2 separate regions of the Mus musculus genome follow, and region 2 is linked to region 1. A link is a contact called in public promoter capture Hi-C data. All regions are on one chromosome and are shown on one strand. The core of a region is the stretch at or near the end of the contact, and the rest is flanking DNA. Distances in the headings are between cores, read along the strand shown. Region 1 holds the start of Sptbn2 (spectrin beta, non-erythrocytic 2). Region 2 holds the start of Vegfb (vascular endothelial growth factor B).

The links. Promoter capture Hi-C pulls out the DNA fragments that hold promoters and counts their contacts.
Region 2: a promoter capture Hi-C map of liver shows a contact between it and region 1, with 4 times the contacts expected there. A contact is called at or near these places in 3 of 39 promoter capture datasets (cranial neural crest and liver).

The regions. Positions count from the first base shown.
Region 1 is chr19:4,709,737-4,714,330 of GRCm38.p6, forward strand. It overlaps Sptbn2 (spectrin beta, non-erythrocytic 2), which reads left to right and starts at 1,472. Exons shown (of 37, transcript NM_021287.2): 1 at 1,472-1,908. Gm42061 (a long non-coding RNA gene) reads right to left here. Exons shown (of 3, transcript XR_003952887.1): 2 at 4,269-4,574; 3 at 3,913-4,191.
Region 2 is chr19:6,986,037-6,990,477 of GRCm38.p6, forward strand. Vegfb (vascular endothelial growth factor B) reads right to left here and starts at 1,615. Exons shown (of 7, transcript NM_001185164.1): 1 at 1,316-1,615; 2 at 738-780; 3 at 254-450; 4 at 1-58. The coding sequence starts at 1,375. Dnajc4 (DnaJ heat shock protein family (Hsp40) member C4) reads right to left here. Exons shown (of 7, transcript NM_001357001.1): 4 at 3,645-3,829; 5 at 3,387-3,551; 6 at 2,153-2,239; 7 at 1,875-2,072. The coding sequence ends at 1,961.

The DNA.
Region 1 (4,594 bases), core at 222-2,721:
CAGCCTACTGGGTGCTTGGCTTAATTGTGTGAACCAGCACTCACAGTTCCCAAGTAGATATTAACCTCAGGGCATCCAACTCCAAGGCCAATGCTGCCCCTGGTACTAGGGATTGAACTCAAGGCCTTGTGCAAGGCCACTGATCGACCACTGGGCTACCCCAGACCCCAAATCTATACTTTTAATTCTTCTGCCCTACTCTTTCTCTGAACAGACTAAGAATCACAAGATAAGGAGTCTCTGCCGTAAGTTAACTTGGTTAATTTGGACTTCCACTTAGGTGTCTGAATATCATTTTGATTATTAATAAGAGTGAAAATTAGAATGCTTTTAAGGTTTTTCAAAAGATTGTGCAATACTGGAATGAAGAATTAATTTAAAAACACTATTCTTTTGGTCAATCACAAGACCTAATATCACCCTTGCCTACTCTAACCACAACCTAACAGGCTGTCTCTGAGACCCTCAGTTCCCAGAATCCTGAGCCACAGAAACGAAAGGTTTGCAGTTTGCCTGATGCTGAGCTGATTCCCATCTCATCATCAGTTTTAATGTCTCCTGGCCATGTTTCCATGACGACTATCATGTACAGCTTGGCCTAGTCCTGAACATCCTGACTACTCCGGCTCTGGGGTCAGGAGAAGCTCATGTTTACACTGCTGGATGGAGTGAGGTAGTTTTTTTGTTTTGTTTGTAATTACAAATTCTTGGCTGGCCTGGAATTCCCATGTAGAGCAGGCTGGCTTTGAACTCAGGATTTGCCTGTCTCTGCCTCTTTCTGAACTCTGGGATTAAAGGCGTAGCACATTCTACATAAGTGACTTTTTAAAAATCATAAACACCCTGAAATACAGTTTACAGAAGGCTAAATTCCCGTTTAATGATAGAATCTCAGATCTGATTAGCAGTTTAACAAAACTCCCCAGTCCCTCCCCAACCCACTTTATACACGAGGAAAACCAGGGCCAGATGGATAAAACAATGCAACTGTTTGGTGGTGGTAGCAAGGTTTTGTTTTACTTTACAGATTTTTTAAAACTACATTGAACACAGTGATCTTACTCTGTGAAAATCATACCTGAAAAGTAGTGTGATTACATGTAGCTGTTTTAGATATGCATACCTTCCCAGAAAGAAGCAAAATGGTAAAATTTAGTTAACGATAAAGCTATTTTAATACCCTAAGCTCAATAATTCACTGAAAGAACATTCTTTTTGTGGTCCTTTCTTGTCCATCTCAGGCATTCCTAGTGTATGAAAGGGCCTAGCTCTTCTCAGGAGTATAGAACCCAAAGGCTTGCTACAAAAATCCATCTTTTTTTTTTTTTTTTTTTTTTTTTCTCCCTTCTGGTACCTCCCTGAGCTTAGTTAGCTCTCCAATCTGGAGGAACAGTACTTTCAGAGCTGGAGTGGGGGTGGGAGTGTCACATGACATAACGCACTTTTAGCACCCACTGCTAGCACCCACTCTGTGCATTTGCTCTGATTTGGGCATATTTCCTTCCTCTCCTAGGCAGATAGCAGCTCACCTTGGTTAATGCCATTAAACCGTAGACCACTCAGCTGCTAATAAACCAGGAAGAAACCCGGCCGTGCTAGGACTAGAAATGTCCATCCCTGCCCCCAACCCCCTTAAGACAGTGACTAGGCCGGAATTCTCCTGGTTGATAAATGAGAGGAGCTGAGGAGCCGCTGTGATGACGGTTCCGAGAATCTGATTTGTGAGAAGGCGAATCTCCAGGAGCACCATGGAGATGCTTTTGGAAAGCGGGCCAGCCTACCTGCCAGAAGGAGGACGAGAGAAAGGGGGCAAGGCAGAGAGAAACGCTTAAGCGAGATGGCCTGGAGGTGCCCCAAAAGGGACCTTTGAAAAGGAAACGGAGGCCGCATCTCGGGGAAACCTCGGAGGTAAGTGACATTTAAAGGGGTTGCGCATCCAGGCAAAGGCGCGACAGAGACAAAGGTGGAATTCCAAACTGGGAAGAATAAGCCTGGTTAACTGTGGGTGGTACCCAGACGCCCAAGGGTGTCGCGGGGCTGGCGAGGACCGGAAGGTGGGGGTCAATCGGGGCATCCACGCGGAAGACAGTGGGGGGTCGGGAACTGGCGAAGGAGCGAACGTCCTGCGTTTGCCCCGGGGAAGGTCAGAGACCCCCTACCGGAGAACTACTGCAGGAACCTAGAGGGGCCGCGGTTGCCATGACGCCGGGTGGGGAGGGGGATGACTCGCGCCCCGCCCCAAGCCCCGCGGGGCCGCGAGCTCCAGATGGTCCCGGGCCTCCCGCGGGAGCCGACGGCCTGCGGCAGGGGGAGGCTATTGTCCTCCTTCCGCGGCGCCGCAGTCCCGCCGCTCGCGCCCGCGCGCAGCCGCCACGCGCCCCGCGGCCGCCGGCCCCGCGCGCCCCCCGCGCCGCTCGCGCCCTGTGACAGCGCCCTCCTGCCGTGCGCCCTGGGCCGCCCCGCCACCGCCGCCAGTAACCTCCCGCAACCACCCCTCGCGACCGGGCTGTGGGCGCGGCGACAAGTGTGCCCCCACTAGCCGCGCTCCCCGTGCCCGGCAGGCGCTCCGCACCCAGGTAGGTGCAGCCGGCGCCCCGGCCCGCTTTGTCCCGGCCGGCAAGGAGGCGCGCTTTGTGCGGCCGCGTGCAGGCGGCGGGGTCGGTCCTGGGGAGCTCAGGAGGGAGGATGCGACGCCGAGTTCCCGGGTCCTGTGCGGGACACCCAGGTATCGCTGTGAAGATTCTGGGGGCCGAGGCTTGGGGCACGCGGACCTCTATGGAGCGCAGAGAAGAGTCTGGAAGAGTTGGGCTGACAGACGCGCTGATGGATCGGGGTCGCCTGGGCTCGGAGCGCTTCTGGCAGCGCATGTTTTTAGCGGTGCGTCGGTTCCTGCGGCGGACCGGCCAGTGCTGGTAGTGGGACTGGGGACGCACTAGGTCTGCCTGGGGCCTGTGAATACCCAGCTTCATCTAGCTCCGCAGCTTGTTGGCTATGGTGCTGCGTGGGCTTTTCCTCCCCACTGTGGTAGCTATAGCTCCATGCTTCCTTTTAGGGCTCTCATTGATAAGAGAAGTGGACACGGTTGGTGGAAATGGCTGTAGCTGCTTGAGAGGATAAAACCTCTTCGGGCAGTGAGGAAGTGTTGTGTAAGGTGTTTCTGGAGCCCCTGTACATTTACAGGCCTGTGGATTCTGCCTGTCACACAACTACCCAGCAAGGCTGCCTGACTGGGGTTCCAATTCTAGCTCCACATTCCATAAACACCATCTACTTTGGCTCCAGCCTCCTGCACCCCAGGAGCCCATGCATGACACTGCATGCTTGTCTGAGATGCAGGTTTGATTTCTCCGTGGGCTGTTTCTCAGCTGTCTTCCCCCATTACAATTCCAATTTTAAGAGCCTGTGTTTGTAGGTATTGTCAGTAGATATCCGCTACCCAGTTTCTCTTTAAGGTGAGGAGAGAAGAGTGAGTTTCATATGTGTACGTGTACATCTCAGCTTGAGCACCGGGCAGCCCTCTCGGCATGTTGAGAGGAGCACAGGATGGAGGGAGGGGGTGAAGGAAAAGCTAAGATGGAGCTTAGACTTTTCCGGTAAGGAAACTGATGTCAGCTCAAGCTTAGGACGGGGGTGGCAACCGAGGGGAAGTGAGTCTGAATAATTATGCCCCGGTAAAGGATTTTTCATTTATTTATTTATTTTTAGACCAGGTAATTTTCCTGCCAGTGGTTTGGGTGCGGAGGTAACGTGTGCAACACCATGCTCAGCCTAAACAGCACATTCTAAAGGAGAAAATGAAAGTCTCAGTGTCTTCAGCCCAGCTCCCACATTTCTCACTGACTGGGGAAAGGTTGGGTTGTTGGTTTTGTTTTTATTTTTTTTTCTCCTGTTCGTTGCTGTGATGCATCTTTCTCTTGCTTTTTAAAGTACCCTGGGTTTCACTGTGATTCTCTTTTCTTTTTTTTCTCCATGCCAATCCATCCATTTATACTTTGAGTCAAATGAGATTTTTAACTTTGCCACCGTCCCCATCTGCCCTAATGTATTATTCACCCTCTGGTCATTTATTCAGCTTTGGCTTCCAGAGGCTGTCAAGCCCTGCAGACCTTCCTCTAGTTGTTAGTTCCGTTTGATGAGCTCTAGAGCCTGCTTCATCTTCCCTCTGTCCTGGCCTGGGGCTCTCGCTCTGTCCTGAGTGAGAAGAGGTATTTCATTTAGCTTGGGATATGGCCTGCACACACAGGGAAGCCACCCACAGACACACTCACCCCAGACACTGTGCCTTCGAAGCTCTCAGAGGTCCCTAAGTGGTCCCAGCTGCTTGCTTGTCATCTTTGGCCATTAGTGGTCCTCCCTGAGCTGCCTGGGAATGAAAATCCCAAGCCCATTCCAGATGTGCTGCCCATTCCAGATGTGCTAAGCCTGATCTGTCTCAGTGGCCCAGCACTCAGGTCAGGTGGTTTGTATTTGCGACTCCTTGGTCCATGCTAGTGCTTAGCCCTGAAAGTCCTCCAGCTGAGAAGCAGGTCTTTCCTCCTCCTGTCTTCATTCTCTCCACGAGCCTTCTCTTCATCCTTAAGAAAGACATTGATTC
Region 2 (4,441 bases), core at 365-2,864, 2.3 Mb after region 1:
TGTGTTCTTCCAGGGACATCTCCCCCAGCTGACTGCTCGGGTACTGGATCATGAGGATCTGTGCTCAGGAGAACGAGGAAGAGACAGTGAGTGGTGGGGGGCAGGGCCAGAAAAAGACAGAGGAAGGGGATACTAGATAGGCTAGAGAAAGAATGACCAGAAATTCCCACCTCCAGCACGCCCCTCCCTGGGTTGGCCCAGCCCATAGGACATCACTGTCCCATCAACACACCTGACCCATAGGCCCTGGTACCTGCATTCGGACTTGGTGTTGCCCAGTGGGCACACATTCCAGGCCATCGTCAGGGCAGCAGCCACCACAGCGCTGCACAGTCACACAGCTGGGCACTAGTTGTTTGACCACATTGCCCATGAGTTCCATGCTCAGAGGCACCACCACCTCCCTGGGCTGGCATGTGGCACGTGCATAAACGTCTATCCATGGCACCACTGTGGGCAGACCCAGATGGATTAAGTTCTTATCAGGTCTCCTGAAGCTCCTCTGAGCATGTAGCCTCTCTGATACCCTATCACCACCACCCCAACCATCTTTTAAACCTGTCTTTCTCTGCCTTGTTTCTCAAGAAATGATTAAGCCCTCTGCCTCAGTTTCTTCCTCTATGGAATGGTATCGCCCAAAGGAGTTGGGATCACGCAAGATAAGGGATATGAAATCAGAGCAAGTGCTAACCCCTCTTAGTACTGGCTGGTGGCAAGTTATTGTTAACTATTATTACCTTTCTTCTGGTGGCTGGGGCCATCAAACTGGGACACAGGGGCCTGTGGGAAAGAAGATACCTGGGCCCAAGATGCACTCTAAAAGGGCTGGCCCTGTGGCTATGTAAGGGCTCCGTCCTTGAGTCAGGCTTCTGCGCCTTTCTGACACCTTTCCAGATTTATTCTGTTCCCAAGACCTTGGTTCTAATTTTTCTTGTATACTCAGACATCTGGTACTTTCCCTGGCCCAAGACCCACCAGGCATACTCTGGGAATGGTACTAAAGCCCAAGCCTTAGCGCTGGGCTTGTTTTAGGTCAGGAGCCAGGATAGTGGGAGACAAACGAGGTTCGGAGGGCACGGAGGCAGCTCCGCCCTACAACCGCCCAGGGGATGGGGTGAGGTGGGGGAGTGGCCCCAGGGGCATGGGCTAGGACTAGCGGGCCTTCGCCAAGGGGCACCTCTTAAGGGATATTCCCGGTTTGAACTGAGGATCCCCTCGACAGAGGTAGCAGGCGCCTCCCCACTTCCGCCAACCTTGAGAGGGCACCGCGGGCGGGCGGGCGAGCTAGCGAGCGGGATGTCGCGGACGCACGTACCTGGGTGCGAGCCAGCTGCAGCAGTGCAACAAGCAGCAGGCGACGGAGCAGGGGGCTCATGGTGCCCGCGGGGGGCGAGCGCCGGGAGCGCCCGCATGGCCCTAGCCCGGCGGCGTGGGGGGCGGCGGCAGCCAGAGCCCCATGGCGCGGGCCCGGGGACCCGGGGCGGGGCGCAGGGGGCGGCTCCTCCGCGGCCCCCTCCCGAGCCCTGGGCGCAGGCAGCGCAACGCAGCGCCGCAGCGACGGCCTGAGGAACAAGACAGGCAGGCGGCCTGTAGTGGCGGCGGTGGTGGCCGGGACGGCGGGCAACGGGGACGGCGGGGGGTGGCAGGGGGCCTGGCCGGGGCTGGCGGGCAAGAGGCTCATGTGACCTAAACACGCGCTCCCCACCGGGCCGCGGGCGGAGGCGGGGCGGGGGCGGAGCCGGTCCCCTCCAAACGCCCCCTCCCGCCGCTGCAGGGGAAAGGGGACACACCGCCCTGGAGGCCGAGCTCCGGGGGTCGCTGCCTCACGAGGGGAGGGGTGAGGAGATGCGTGACCTGAAGGACCGAATCGGACAGGCGTCTGAAAATGAGTTTATTGCACGTGTAGTTCTGGACAGGCAGCAGGGAGAGGACCAATGAAGGTCCCATTTAGTTAAGCCTCTCAGGGGCTTGTGTCCTGGGGCATGATCCTGGAGCTTTCTGGAGGCAGGGAGGGTTCTGCCCGAGGCTGCTGCCTCTGCTGGCGCTCCTGCTGAATCCTGGCTCTGTTGGCCCTGGAAAGAAAAACAGGATCAGGACAGACATCCTGGAGGGTGGTGCTGAAGCAGGAAGCAAAGTCAGAGCAGTGACAGACCTGGCCCTGGCCCGAGTGTCATTGTAGATGGCTGTAATGATCCGGTCCTTTTCATCCATGAAGCTGCGATGCACCTGCTCCAGCTTCCTGTGAAGGAATTGCAGTTAACTCCGAGTCTCCGAACTCTGGTGTCCCTCAAACCCTGGTCCTTGACCAGGTTCTAGCATCTCTCACACAACTTTACATCTCTCTCTATAACAGACACCAAGTGGCCCAAGTCCCAGAACTAGGTGGCACCCTAAGTCACTGGCTGTCCTGTGAAGAAGGTTGGTGAAACAGCTCTGAAATCAGGTTGCCTCTCCCAGAAGACTAGAAAGGGGGCATATTTAGGTAATCTCCATTGCTAGATACTACGGACAATGGGCTCCATCCTTTGGGTTTCTATGCCACAGAAAACTGGTATGACAGCATGCATTCGAGTGTATGGTGAGGTCCTGGCAGCTACCATGGACTGTCACTGTTATACGGCACTTGTCCTTCCTCGCTCTTTCTTTCTTTTCTTTTATTTTTTTTTATGGTTTTTTGAGACAGGTTTTCTCTGTATAGCCTTGGCTGTCCTGGAACTCACTTTGTAGACCAGGCTGGCCTCGAACTCAGAAATCCACCTGCCTTTGCCCCCCAAGTGCTGGGATTAAAGGCGTGCACCACCACTGCCTGGCCCTCTTTCTTTCTATATTGAGACACAGTTTAATGTAGCCTAGGCTAGCCTCAAACTCCATATGTAACCAAAGATGACCCTGAACTTAAAAAATTTGCAAAAAAAAAAAAAAAAAAAATTGCTTGGTGGTGATGGTGCACTGACTTCGAGGCCAGCCTGGTCTACACAGGGAGTTCCAGGTCAGCCAGTTCTACACAAAGAAACCCTGTCTCAGAGAAACAAAACAAAACAAATCAAAACAAAACAAAAAGGAAAAACCGCCCTCATTTACGCAGTGCTAGGAGAGAACCCCTGGGTTTTGACCGTGTGTGGTTTTTTGAGTATGGTTTCAGGTGGCTCCAGCTCACCAACAAGCAGCATCAAAGATTAACATTCAAGCTATGAGAAACAGAAAACGACTCTAGCCCTGTGTGCAGATCTGCCTTTACTCAGAAAGGCAGGGCTCCAATTCTTGATTTCACAAAGTTCTTAGCTTGAGAGAGACAAAGTATGCAGGTCATAGGCTGCAGTGGCTGGCTGGCCTCAGCACGCTTGACCCACCCTCTACCCAGTATCCCAGGAAGCATGGGGAGGCACCTGAAGGCAACATAGTGCAGGCCCATGCCTGCCACCATGAGCAGGAGGCAGTACCCCAGGACCCGCTGGTTGTGTTTACGCTGCTGCTTCCTTGACTCCGGCCCCTGCGGCCTCACACTGTGGAACTGGGCCCAGTATTGAGCGTTGGGGGGTTCCCAGGAGCTGCTGAAGAGCAAAAGAAGGACAATGGAAAGCCGGGGCTCTCTCCCGGAAAGACTTGAGGGTAAGAGCAGCAGTGTCAGGACTGCTGTACTATACCTGTGTGTCTGTTGCGTATACTTAGGCTCGGCTGTGCTCCCTGAAGACTTTGGAGGACTGGCTGAATGCAGCTGGTGGTCATAGTTACGACGACTTTCCTCACGACTGAGCACTCGATATGCCTCATTCAGCTCCACAAAGCGGCTATGCAGGGCTGGGTTCCCAGGGTCTCGATCAGGGTGTAGCTGGGGTGAGGCAGGGGACCCCTTAGCTCATTTTCCTAGGACCTCTCCTGATGATGTCCACCCATGAAGACTGACATCACTCCCACGGACCTTACCTGGATACTGACCGCTCATGGGATTGCTGACCCCTCCCTCCCAAAGGCCAGAGTCAGAAAGTACAGCCTCCTAACCCCTCTCAGTCAAGAAAACCAACCACAGTTGTAACTCCCATTCTAGAGAGGTGGAGACAGGAGGACCACTGAAAGTTTGAGACCAGTCTGGGCTACAATGTGAGATCTTGTCTCAAAAACAACCGGGCGTGGTGGCACATGCCTTTAATCAGGATGCAGAGGCAGGCGGATTTCTGAGTTCGAGGCCAGCCTGGTCTACAAAGTGAGTTCCAGGATAGCCAGGGCTATACAGAGAAACCCTGTCTCGAAACACCCCCCCCAAAAAAAAATCCAAAAAAACAAAAACAACAACAAAAAAAAAATCCAACATAACCAGAAAGACACCCCCACTCCCACCCCAGGGCTGGAGAGATGGCTCAGCGGTTAAGAGCACTGACTGTTCTTCCATAGGTTTTGAGTTCAATTCCTAGCAACCACATGGTGGATCACAGCCATCTATAAT